Linked DNA regions of Mus musculus: region 1 is linked to region 2. Evidence: chromatin contacts called from public promoter capture Hi-C data. All regions are on one chromosome and are shown on one strand. The core of a region is the stretch at or near the end of the contact, and the rest is flanking DNA. Distances in the headings are between cores, read along the strand shown. Region 1 overlaps Pip5k1b (phosphatidylinositol-4-phosphate 5-kinase, type 1 beta). Region 2 overlaps Pip5k1b (phosphatidylinositol-4-phosphate 5-kinase, type 1 beta).

Evidence for each region. Capture Hi-C pulls out chosen DNA fragments and counts their contacts.
Region 1: a contact with region 2 is called in a promoter capture Hi-C map of pancreatic islet. A contact is called at or near these places in 3 of 484 Hi-C or Micro-C datasets (the CH12 cell line, cumulus cells and nephron progenitors), 6 of 130 datasets of targeted methods (the NIH/3T3 cell line, a beta-TC-6 cell line, bone marrow-derived macrophages and 3 more) and 4 of 9 other capture datasets (adipose tissue, embryonic stem cells, liver and 1 more).

The regions. Positions count from the first base shown.
Region 1 is chr19:24,433,615-24,439,529 of GRCm38.p6, forward strand. Pip5k1b (phosphatidylinositol-4-phosphate 5-kinase, type 1 beta) reads right to left here. Exons shown (of 15, transcript NM_008846.3): 3 at 5,439-5,507. The coding sequence starts at 5,507. The region is part of intron 3 of Pip5k1bos (phosphatidylinositol-4-phosphate 5-kinase, type 1 beta, opposite strand); the gene reads left to right. Among named protein-coding and RNA genes, the nearest start is that of Pip5k1bos, 21 kb to the left of the region's middle.
Region 2 is chr19:24,313,224-24,319,165 of GRCm38.p6, forward strand. All of the region lies in intron 13 of Pip5k1b (phosphatidylinositol-4-phosphate 5-kinase, type 1 beta), which reads right to left. Among named protein-coding and RNA genes, the nearest start is that of Fxn, 36 kb to the left of the region's middle.

The DNA.
Region 1 (5,915 bases), core at 332-2,831, 120 kb after region 2:
GAGAGAACTTGTCTCAGGATTTTTTTCTCCCATCTTTTCCTACTTTAAATGTCCAATTCTTGTTTCCTTGGATAGGAAAGCTGCCGGTGTCACAGTCCCTGGCCCCATGCACCCTCTACTGCTGTTTGGTGTGTACAGCCATCACAGCCTGGCACTGTTATATCCATGACAGCGTCCCGGTGCCTTAGTGCCTACAACTGTACTGGCCATTAAGGTAACCAGCATGCACCTGTTTAAGCTTCAAGTTTACTAACAAAGATTCGAAATGCAGTTCCTTAGCCTGCTATCATATAAAGATCATTAGTGGTTTCACCAATGGTGGATCCTGCATGCTACAAACTGACCTGCCAGCAAGAGGTGCCCCATGAGCCAATGGTGGCACCACTCTTCTAGCGATGGCTAACTGCATTCTGATTGGATTTGGGGCCTGCTGCATGGGAGAGAACACCTGTACTATAAATACAATCCAAATCCCATGGCCCAGAAGATCATAAGCCTCAAAGGGGACCTCTAGTGTCATTCTGATCAATGAACAAGTTGTCCAAGTGTCCTCTAAATATTTGTTGATCCTCACAGATCGGCGCTGCTCTCAACCTTGGCCAGAGAAGCTTTGCAGTGGGCAGTCATGAATGCAGAGACCCATCAGTTGTCAAAGCACTGATAACAAATGTCAGTTGACTGCTCAGCCCTAAGTGTGATATGTATGTCACACACACACACACACACACACACACACACACACAGAGCTTCTGTCTTCAAGACTCGGAGAAAATGGAGAGAAGGCTATGAAATAGTCTTCTGTCCAGAACACGGCCATTCCACCCATGAACTCACAGTATCTGTGGTTACTGGCACGAGAAGACCTGAACAGCATGGAGCTGTCAAAATTCCAACACATGGGGGAAGGGCATGTGAGACTCCTACTTCCTCTGGAGGAGCCAGCTATTGGAAGTTGACAGTTGTCGGGGGAGGGAGAAGCGACTTTTCTTCAACAGAGTGGCCCACCATGCAGTAAATAATCCCACACCTGTGCACATGCAAGCAGCCCTATTTAAACTCAATCGGCTATTTTTCTTTTAAAAGACAAGACATTAGAAGAGAGAAGTGTTGGGAAGGAGGATTGCAGATGGAGCAGACAAGGAATAAGAAAAGGCAATGGGTGGAGGTTAATACGATCAACTACACTATATACACATAAAATTGTCAGCCAATAAAATGATTTTTAAACTCAAGGCTAACAATGACATCGATAAAAATGCAGTTGCTCAGACATGCTCGCCATTCAGTAACCTCACAAATCCTACTGCCATGGATTTAATGCAGACTGTTGAGTGCTTCCACCATTCCAGAAGGTTCTATTGAGCAGCACTAACCTGGAACATAAAGTTCGAACCCTTTACACCATGGTGCTCCTGAGGCTGACTCAGAGTCAACCCCACACTGCCACCTGCTATGTGCCTCAGCTACCGACACTGGGCTGAGTTCAAGTTGGCCTTTCCTGTCCTTCCGGCGAGCCACCCTCATCCAAGTGTGTGTCACGCTCATCAGAAGGCCCATCACGTAGACAAGTAAGCAAATTAGCAGGCGCAGTCACTAAAGGAGTGATGGAAAGTAAATAAACAATCACGAGAGTTTTACCCCAGCAAAAACCTCTCCCAGTTTCGAAGCTGGGAGAGCCTGGAAGACAACAAGGAGCTCCCAGCTACTTGGGACTTGTGAGGATTTAAACAAAAATGTCTGCCAATTGTCTTGGCACTTAAGACTGATTTGGGTTTGTATGTATGTATTTATTTGTTAACGTGGGACGACCTGTTTTCTTCCAAGTAAATTATACAGTCTTGGGAAGCAGAGACGTGGTCTCAAGGACTTTTCTTTTCTCCTTCACTTTCTTATATCAAGAATGTGTCTGTGTTTACAGACTGTTTCAGTTTGCAGGTGAGAAACGTTCCACTGGCATGCTCTTTCGCCCCGAGTGAACTTAAAAGCAAACTTCTGAATTAGTTGATGATTAAAAACTTAAAAAGATTTCACATCGGGATCTGTATTTCTGTTTCCTTAAAAAGAAAAAAAAAATGATCGTAGAGGCAGGCTGAGGTCCACACTCACACCCAGTTCTGTTAGCAGCAGCTCGGTGCCATCCATCCCCAAAGAAAGGCATGCATCCTTATGATGGATCCCATAGTTAAACCTGTTTCCTTCCTGGCTCCTGTAGGCTGTTGTGTTTACAACGCTAGTGGAAGACATTCAGCAAATTAACTGAGAGTGGAAATCCTAGACTCTGTAAACAGAGAGGCAGCCACTAATGCCTGCCTTAATGGGCAACATGTTTGCTTTCCGTAGCTAATACCCAACTGGCTTTAGTCTTCAGTTGAAGACATTAACCTTATGGGCTTATGTTTAGTTTCTCCTGGCCTTGCCAAGAATTGATAATAAATTAGAGAAACGGGCAATCGGAAGAAGCAAAAGCAGCCAGCTCGGCACTCAGGTGTAAGTGATCAAGACAAGGCGAGCAGAGAGTTCACAAACGCTGACTGTTCCCTAAAACTCGTGGAAATCATTACACTGAAGATGCTGGGTAGTGGCAGCTACTGCCCACCTAACCTGGAGCCCCGTACAGAAAACCCAAAGCAACAGGTTAACACTAGCTAGTTAACACCAATCCTCAGGGGCTTCCTCTCTCACCACCTCATGAGAGGCTACTGAGCCCCACAGCTGTTTTTTGAGGTTCACTTCTCTCAGTCAGCTGAACAGTTTTATAGACTCCTTGGGGTCTTTCTTGTTACAGGCAGTGGATGGGGCAGGGGGACATCCTTAGCCAGGGTTGTTTTCTGTCATAATAAACAGTGGATCACCGAGTCTCTTTACTAAACAGAGCCATGTTGCCTTATCAGAGCTTCAGAACCAGGCAGAAACCTCACTTGGAGACACATCCAGAGGAATGCAAGGTACACTTGATGTATTCCTAGAGCCGGGGGTGGGGAGATAGCAGGCATAATTTCCAATATTTGTGCACATTTCCAAAATATAAATTTTATGTCTCCATGAGGTGTTCCCTGTGTGCTGTGCACCATCAATACCACACTGATTAAGGGCTAATCCCCGCATCTCTTATATTTCTCTTAATAATCAGATCATCAAAAGATTCATATATTATTGTGTTTCTTAAAACATTATTGGTGTGTGTGTGTGTGTGTGCACATGTGCACTTGTGTTCTAGTCTTTCTACCTTTCTTTTGTCTCTTTCTATAAAGAATTATTACAGCACCTGAATTTTAAAATTTTTCTAACTTCCCCAACTTCACTGGATCAAATATTCATTGATTTTTTTTAAAAAAAGATTTATTTATTTACTTTATGTATATGAGAACACTGTAGCTGTACAGATGGCTGTGAGCCATCATGTGGTTACTGGGAATTGAACTCAGGACCTCTGCTCCAACCCCACTTACTCCTGGCCCACTCGATCTGGCCTAAAGATTTATTTATTGTCATATGTAAGTCTACTGTAGCTATCTTCAGACACACCAAAAGAAGGTGTCAGATCTCATTAAGGATGGTTGTGATGGTTGCTGGGATTTGAACTCAAGACCTTCAGGAGAGCAGTCAGTGCTCTTAACTACTGAGCCATCTCACCAGCCCTTCCTTTGATTGTAGAATCCTCCAGCTTTGCTACATTTTGGACCAGGGCACACTGGGCAAACCCCCAAGGCATGGTGATTATGTTCTTTCTATTCAGTTCATAGGACAAAGGATTTCTTGGTGTACTTTGATGCTGACTGAGGATACTGCCGGAAGCTACCCTAAAGTGATGATAGGCTAGTGTCTCTACTCTGTTGCCATGCTTACCGGGTAAAGAAGAAACAACCAGTTTCCCATCTGTGTCTAAAGTTAATTGTCATTACTATCTTTGGCTGGATTACAGAGTTTATAAGACCTGATATTCTGAAATTCTACTTTTTTTGTTGCTTGTATATTTTGTTTTTCAAGACAGGGTTTCTTTGTGTAGCCCTAGCTGTCCTGGAACTTGCTCTGTAAAACCAGGATGGCCTCAAACTCAAAGATCGACCTGCCTCTGCCTGGAATTAAAGGCATGCCCCTCCCCCCGGGCCATCATGGAATTCTTTAGTCTTCATCCTGACACATCTTTTTCCTGAGTGCACCATCACCGGAGATAGCAATCTCCATGTTTATATTTCTAGGTTTCTCTGAGTTGAAAAGAAGAGTTAAAAAGATCCACAGGAAAAGGACACTTAGGAAAGCGACATTTCACATGACTCATGACCAGAGTCCATGGTCAGAACAGACGTCTGGAGAAAAGTTCTCACTAGCTGTCCATCAAAAAAAGAGCAAGTAGAAACAAAAAAATGGGATATAGTAAATCTATAATACACAGGCATCAATAGCCCCAAAGAGAAGAAGGCAAGAACTTTTAAAAGCTGTAATGTATAAAGTTAACTTAGAAGTGGGTACAGGGAACTTTCGGGATAGCATTTGAAATCTATATAAAGAAAATATCTAATAAAAAAGTCTTTGTGCCATTTTTTCACACTGCATTAAAAAAAAAGTGGGGACAGTGCTGCTAAGGGTCATATTTTATCCAACAGTAATGCTAACATTAGCTTGATTAGTTTAGAGGCAAAAATGTATCAAATTCAAAGACTGGTAAGATACACTGGGAAGCCTGGAAAAAGAGGTCTGTATGAAATGGACTAAAGACATGAAATTTTAGAGGATTCAAAGAGGCATGGCGTGAAAGCAATTCATGCTTATTCCTTTGTTTTAAAGTAAGTTAAAGGATTCATATACTAGACACAGGATCTCATATACCACAGAGGGTCTTCTTCCTATGAATATTAAGAATAAAGGCAGTAAAATAACTCTCTCCCCTCACCTGTCTTTACATGGTATCCGGGTATGCAGAAAGATGTCTCTCAAAGACAGCCATATCCTAATCCTTTGACTCTAGAAATATGCTATGCTATATGGCAACCAAGAGTTTAGGCTAGTGGACATTAATGTTTCTGATCACCTAAGTTTAAAATAAAATAAAATAAAATAAAATAAATCATTTTTCCTTATCTAGGAAGGCGATTAAGGGTATGGCCTTCCAACCTTACCCTGACAGCCACTGCTGGCTTTGAGACAGAAGGAAGTGTGATAGTGGAGACTCGGGGAACTTTTAGTAACTGGCTAGAACAAGCCGTCCAGTCCTCCCCTAGCTGTTCTGGAAGGAGTGGAGTTCTGTGGGCACCTGTCAGACCTCTGCCAGACTTCTGACCCTTACAATTATGTGATGATACATTTTGCCACTTAAGCCACCAAGGTTTTGTTCATTCAGTAGAGCCGCAAGAGAAAGTAAGACAGTTAACAACTGTTTCACAGGAAGGAAAGGTCTAAAGTCCTCAATCCCACAACAGCAGAACGGCACTAAAACTCACCTTTTTGTAGGTTTTTTCTTCGTTTTGTTTTCCAGGTACGGCGTCTCCATTTTCAGCAGTTGACGACATCTGGGAAAGAGAGATATTTCCCTGTGAATTCTGACTGCTCCTTTCTAGTGCAGCATATTAATAATGCCACGAACAAGCAACATATATTTTAGACACTGTTTTGTTGTTGTTGTTACTGCTGTTGTTTCAGCAGGGTGGGCAGAGGAAAAAGAAAATCCAAGAGTTCTTATTCGGAGTACGCCCACCTCTCTAAGTCTGAAGCAAGATGCTGTAGGCTCTTATCATGTGGATAGATTTCTTGTTACAAGCTATTTAAATTTAGTTTTGCTTCAGTTGTAAGAGCTGTAACGATATCTGGAAAGTACCAAAATTATGAACCAGAACACACACATACACACACACACACACACACACACACACACACACACACACACACACAGTCACACTCACACCCCCCCATGATTCACA
Region 2 (5,942 bases), core at 2,633-5,132:
CAGAGCTCTGGTGACCACAAAGGGAGGGGCGCCAGCCTGCTTCTCTCACAGCAGAGATGGTCTGGCATTATGGACTGTGCTGGGAAGAATGGAGAACTTATTCTGGTTTCTGAATTATGGATGAGCTTTGATAATCTCTGATTGTAACTCTTTATAGAGCAAAGTGTTAACTGTGAGTTATGGATCAGAAGCAGGTGTATTCAATCCTTTGGGGGGGCGGAGGGAGGGGGAAAGGTTGTCAAATAACCCTTCACAGGGGTCGCCTAAGACCATTGGAAAACACAAATAGATACATTACAATTCAGTAACAAAATCACAGTTGTGGTGTAGAAACAAAGTAATTTTATGGTTGCCTTCACTACAGCAAGAGGAACTGTGTTAAAGGGTCACAGCATTAGGAAGGTTGGGAACCTCTGCTTTTAAATGAGAGGGGGCCTGGTAAAGGCAGGGACATCTCCTCTCAACATGCTGTGGCATACCTTTGAGAATGATGCCGTCTTATGGAATACGGCAAAGAAAGGGGAGGGAGATGGGGCTCTAGGGACGCTGCTGAAGGGAGGCCTCGCCTTTGTCTTTGAGGTTCTTGTGTCTCATGATCTAGAGTGGGTGCTCAGTAGTCAGGCTAGGGCCTGGCTGGTGTGTGTAGCTTTGAATAGCATGGCTGTTGGTGACGTCAGACACGTAGCCACTTAGCAGGCCACACTCAAGTTTTACCTTCAGAGGGTGCCCCATGTAGGCAGATAAACAGTACTGTGCCTTGTTAAACCGTCACGCCTATCATTTTTTTCTATTAGATATTTTCTTTATTTACATCTCAAATGCTATCCCCTTTCCTGGTTTCCTCTCCGAAAATCCCCTATCACCTCCTCCCTCCCCCTGCTCCCCAACCCACTCACTCCTGCTTCCTGGCCCTGACATTCCCCTATACTGGGGTATAGAACCTTCACAAGACAAAGGGCCTCTCTTCCCATTGAGGGCGACCAGGCCATCCTCTGCTACATATGCAGCTAGAGACACCAGTCCCACCATGTGTTTTCTTTGGTTGTTGTTTTAGTCCCAGGGAGCTCTGGGGGTATTGGTTAGTTCATATTGATGTTCCTCCTATGGGGCTGCAAACCCCTTCAGTTCCTTCTCTAGCTCCTTCATTGGGGACCCTGTGCTCCGTCCAGTGGATGGCTGTGAGCATCCACTTCTGTATTTGCCACACGCCTATCATTTAACACTGCTCAAACACCTGGCTTCTTGTTACATGTCAATGAGTGAGGCATTTTGTAAATGTATATTTTAAGTTTAAAGCCTGTCATTGGAATTACCCCTTCTGCTCATGTGTTCTACCTGCTCTGAGGAGCATTTGAGTATCTGCTTCTGAGTCGGATCTAAATGCTAGGTTGTTTAATAACTGCCTATCTTTCACATACGTGTTTAAGTCTTATTTGCATGAAATAACTTGCTGGCAATTAATCCAAAGGCTCTAAAAATACCCACACGGAGGCTCCAGAATAACATGTCCTCAGTGAGGCTGTCTCAGCGCAGATGAGCTGATTTAGAGCTATCTCAGAAGCCTTGGCCCTTGCCTCCTGGGTGCCCATCTACGGGGCTATTTAGCTGGACGCGGGCCACTACTGCGTCACTGGGAGCATGTACTCTAGCCATATGCTGTCCGTGGAGTGGGGGATAAAGTCGCCTTTGCTGTAGTTTGGATGGATGCTTCCCAAAGGCCCGTGTGTCCAGAGCCTGGCTCCCAGGATGGCGCTAAGTGGTGGAACCCTTAGAAGGTGGAACCCATCAGAAGGTCCTAAGATCTTTTGGAGCAGACCATTCCAGGTCGCAGACAGTCAGACCCAGGCCCTTTGTTTTTTTGTTTCTGGGGAGGGCCTTAACTCTATCATATGCTCTTTGCCCTTGCCATATGTCAAGCCCACCTGAGACCCAGAGCAATTGGACTGACTCATCTTGGGTACCTTTTCTATTTAAAAAATATATTTTATAGTTTTTCATTACTTATAGATGCTTGTATCTGAATGGAGGTATGTGCACATGAGTACAGAGGGCTGCGGAGGACCGAGGCATTGGCTTTCCTGCTGTGAAATACAGGGGATTATGGGTTCTTGGAAGTGAACTTAAGTCCTTTAGAGGAACTGAAATTCTTAACTACTGAACCATCTCTCCAGCCCCATCTGTTTTCCTTGTAAGGTATTTTGTTGAGGTAATGGAAAGCTAATGAGGGCATACTTTTTAATTAGCACAGGGTTGATATGAATTACATAAGTCTAAGTATTTGCCATGTCTCTTGCTAATACGATCTAGTAAACAAATGCCATCTTTTCCACCTAGTGCTAGAAGGACCTGGGTTTAGTGTCCTCATCGCCTCCTTGTCTTCAGCAATATAAGAACTGTGAATTTATCTCATAATATCTGCCACTTGTGAGCAATTCATAATAACTATTGTTAGCATTATCTTAAAAATTACTATGCAGAGATATCGCTAAAAAGCATCATATAGTGAATTATAAATAGTAAAATAGATAACAGTTATGGTCATATATTTGTATATATCATATCATGCTACCTATTATATATAATATATATTTATAATATATTTTTATATTATATTATAAAGATATTATACATTTATATTCCAATAATATAAGAAATAATATGTTTATATTATATGTTATAAAATATATTTATATTATATCGTATAATTATATATTATATAAATTATTAGTAGAAATATTCACAATGGTTTTACTATAACTGTCAGAGTGCTGTGTATACTTTGTAGAATTTTTGTATTTGTGTCTAGCCCATTTCCTCCGCCACTGGTGAATGTATAGTTCTGACAAGATGCTTGTTGGCATTTTACTTTACATTGATCAGATGAAAGTAAGACAAATGACGTTTAGAGAACTCTACCCATTTGCCAGTGCTATGAGTGCTTCCACTGATGCATGGGAGAATATCTTCTCAATACCAGGAGATTATTCCTCCGTTCATGTGTGACGTTGGAAATGAGACAGGCCTAGCGACAGGGCACTTCCAAGGCAAAACAGCAGACAATCAACCAGATGATACATCTAGCTCTGGCTTAAGAGTGCTTATCAACTGTCAGAGAATCTTAAATCTAATCTTTCAGTGTGATGTCCCGGAATGCTAGGAAGAAATGCAGAGTGGCCCACAATGCCGCTGTACTTCTACTATAGAGACACAGACACATCATCTCCATAGTAAAGTAGAAACTTAGCAGGAGATCAAGTTTGGGGGCTACCTTCTCAAAACACAATAATTAATCCAATGGAAGTTCATGTCATTTAAGGATTAGTAACAGCAGAGCTTAACGGCTGTCACATCGAAACAAATGACAGTCGAATCTCCTAAGTCAGGAGGAGAAAAGGTCAGCATACCATGGCAGGAGAGGCAGAAGGAAATAGCAGGTTTTACAGAAGCCTCTTTGTCCATTGGAATAATTGCAGCTACTGGAAAAATGATGAGCCAGGGGGACACTGGTGAGGGAGCTGAAGATCCTGATAGGAACAGTGACAAGGGACCCCCACATCCCTAGGCTCATACGGGATTTGTTTATTAACAGGTGCTAAGAATATGGCTCAGTGAGCCAAACTCACTGACAACATTTTGATCTTTTAAAAGCTATAGCTCGTTCCCCCCCCCCTTCAGCTCTAAAAACTCAAAGTTTAAAATTTTGTCTTTACACACAGAACATAACGTATCTGAGGAGGTGAACCCCGCGGCATTTTGATGAACAGGAACTCATCTGTCTTCGTGTTAACGACCTACTTTGTCTTTGAGACCTTCCTCCCGTTGACGAAGGATGATCTCAAATGGCTCCCCTTGGTGCAGTACTGTTGTCTAGGACGCACCACCAATTGCCAAGAGCAACCCAGCCCCCGTGGTAATCACAAGAGCTTAGGCCAGCCTTGCTACAAGCACATAATGGATACGCATTTAGAAGGCTTGGCACACGGCCTGGCCTTGACAACTTGTAATTAACCCTAGCTGTAATTCTACATGACACGGATACAGAGGAAAACAACAATTCCAGGGAAAACACACGTTCCTCCCTTCAAGCGGCTTAGGTGGCTGGCTAATGATTTCTCAGAGTGGGAAGGCGTTTCTGACATCACAGGAACTGACCAACAGAAGCCTTTCTGCACTCCACGGTGATCCCGCCTCCATCTGTCTCTATTGTGTAGAGTAAGGAACGTCACTTTCACTCATCAAAGTCCTCCCCACCCCTGACAGGGTTCCTCTGCGGCCTTGGCTGTCTTGGAACTCAGTATGTAGACTAGGCTGCCCTCGAACTCACAGAGATCCATCTGCTACTGCCTCCCATGTGCTGGGATTAAAGGTGAGTGTCACCACGTGAAGCTAAGTTTCCTAATGTTAGTAGTGGGTGAAAGAGTTGCTGTTGTTTCCTGAAAACAAGAAAATCAACCTCTAGGGCCAGATGAGTTTTATGTCCTATGAGGGTGCTCTCCCTGCCAGCTCCTGGAATATCCACTGAGACACTCTCCCAGATTTTCAATGGCAAATCCCCACTTGTTCTGAACAAATATTGAATCGATTTCTTTGCAAATATGCATCTGAGCTTCCTTCAGACACCTGTCATCTGTCTCCCAATGGAAGTCTGTTTCCTTCTGAGAACAAGGCTGTCTCTTCCTGCAGATCATAAAGCAATTCCTGGAAGAGACTGTGTGCAAAGTGCAGGTGTGCTCAGGTGCAAAGATCTGAAACCTGCCAGGCAGCCAGGTGCGTTGGCCCCAACACTTAGGCTGCTGAGCACTGCTCTGCATTCCAGCAATTTCCTACACATGGCCTGTTTTAAAACTCTGATTCTATGTTCTCTCTCTCTCATACATTTCTCTCTTTCTAGCATTGTTTAATTAAAAAATAATCCTACAGTTCTAAGCATACTGCAGCTCAGACTAAAGAACAGTAATTGCCCACCCCCTCCCTCCCGAGCGCTAACCCACCCCCAACCCCCCAGCTCCCACCCAGTCCTGGAGTTTCTAAGCCTGACACTTTACATTCACAATCAAATCAAATTTACAGTTTTTAACAACCTGTCAAGGTAGGTGTTATCATAACGTTTTCACACAAGAAGCAACAAAGCGCTGTGCGCTAAGACTTGGGCTTCAAGCCCAGCCTTGACTGGTTACTTTATAATGCCGGCATATCCGGGGAACCTTGGAACGTCATGGAACCCTGCCTATTGCTATTTTGAATGGGTAACGATTCTAGGGAGACTGAGATTGAAGCCCCCAGATATCTCTGTTAAGATCTCATGTTGTGTAGATAGGAGCTGAGCTGAGGGTTGGGGCGGGGAAGGAAACCTCCCTCCTAGAGCTCCTAACTCTGACCACCCCAGGATGTATTTTTAATGCTAAGGGTAACAGGATGTACTAAACTATCATTTGTTAGAGAAGCAAGGAAAAGAATCAGGAGATGCAATGCGTGTGTCACAGCTGTGTGAGAAGACATCTTTTATGGCTGAAATCACAGCAGATGTGTGCCCAGGATGGGTGGCTAATGAGAAGCAGGGACTTTTCCTGGCACAGCACACATACAAAAGAACTTTCTTTGATCTCACTTCAAGTTTTGGAAGCTAGGAAGTTTGAGCTATGAGTTATGAAGCTGGACTTAGCGAAGGTTATAGGGTTTAGAATTCCAAAGCAGGTTAGAATACAATCCATGCCACTTATGAACCTCAGTTAAAGGACTGTAAAAGGACTCACGACACTCAGCAGGTGACTTCTTTGTCCCCTATGCAAACAGTTGGTTTATTCAATTTCCCATTATTTTAAGTTACAAGTAGCAGGTTTTAAAAAATTTTCATTCATTAATTAATTTGTTTGTTTCTTTATTATATATATATGTATATATATATATATTATTAGGTATTTTCCTCATTTGCATTTCCAATG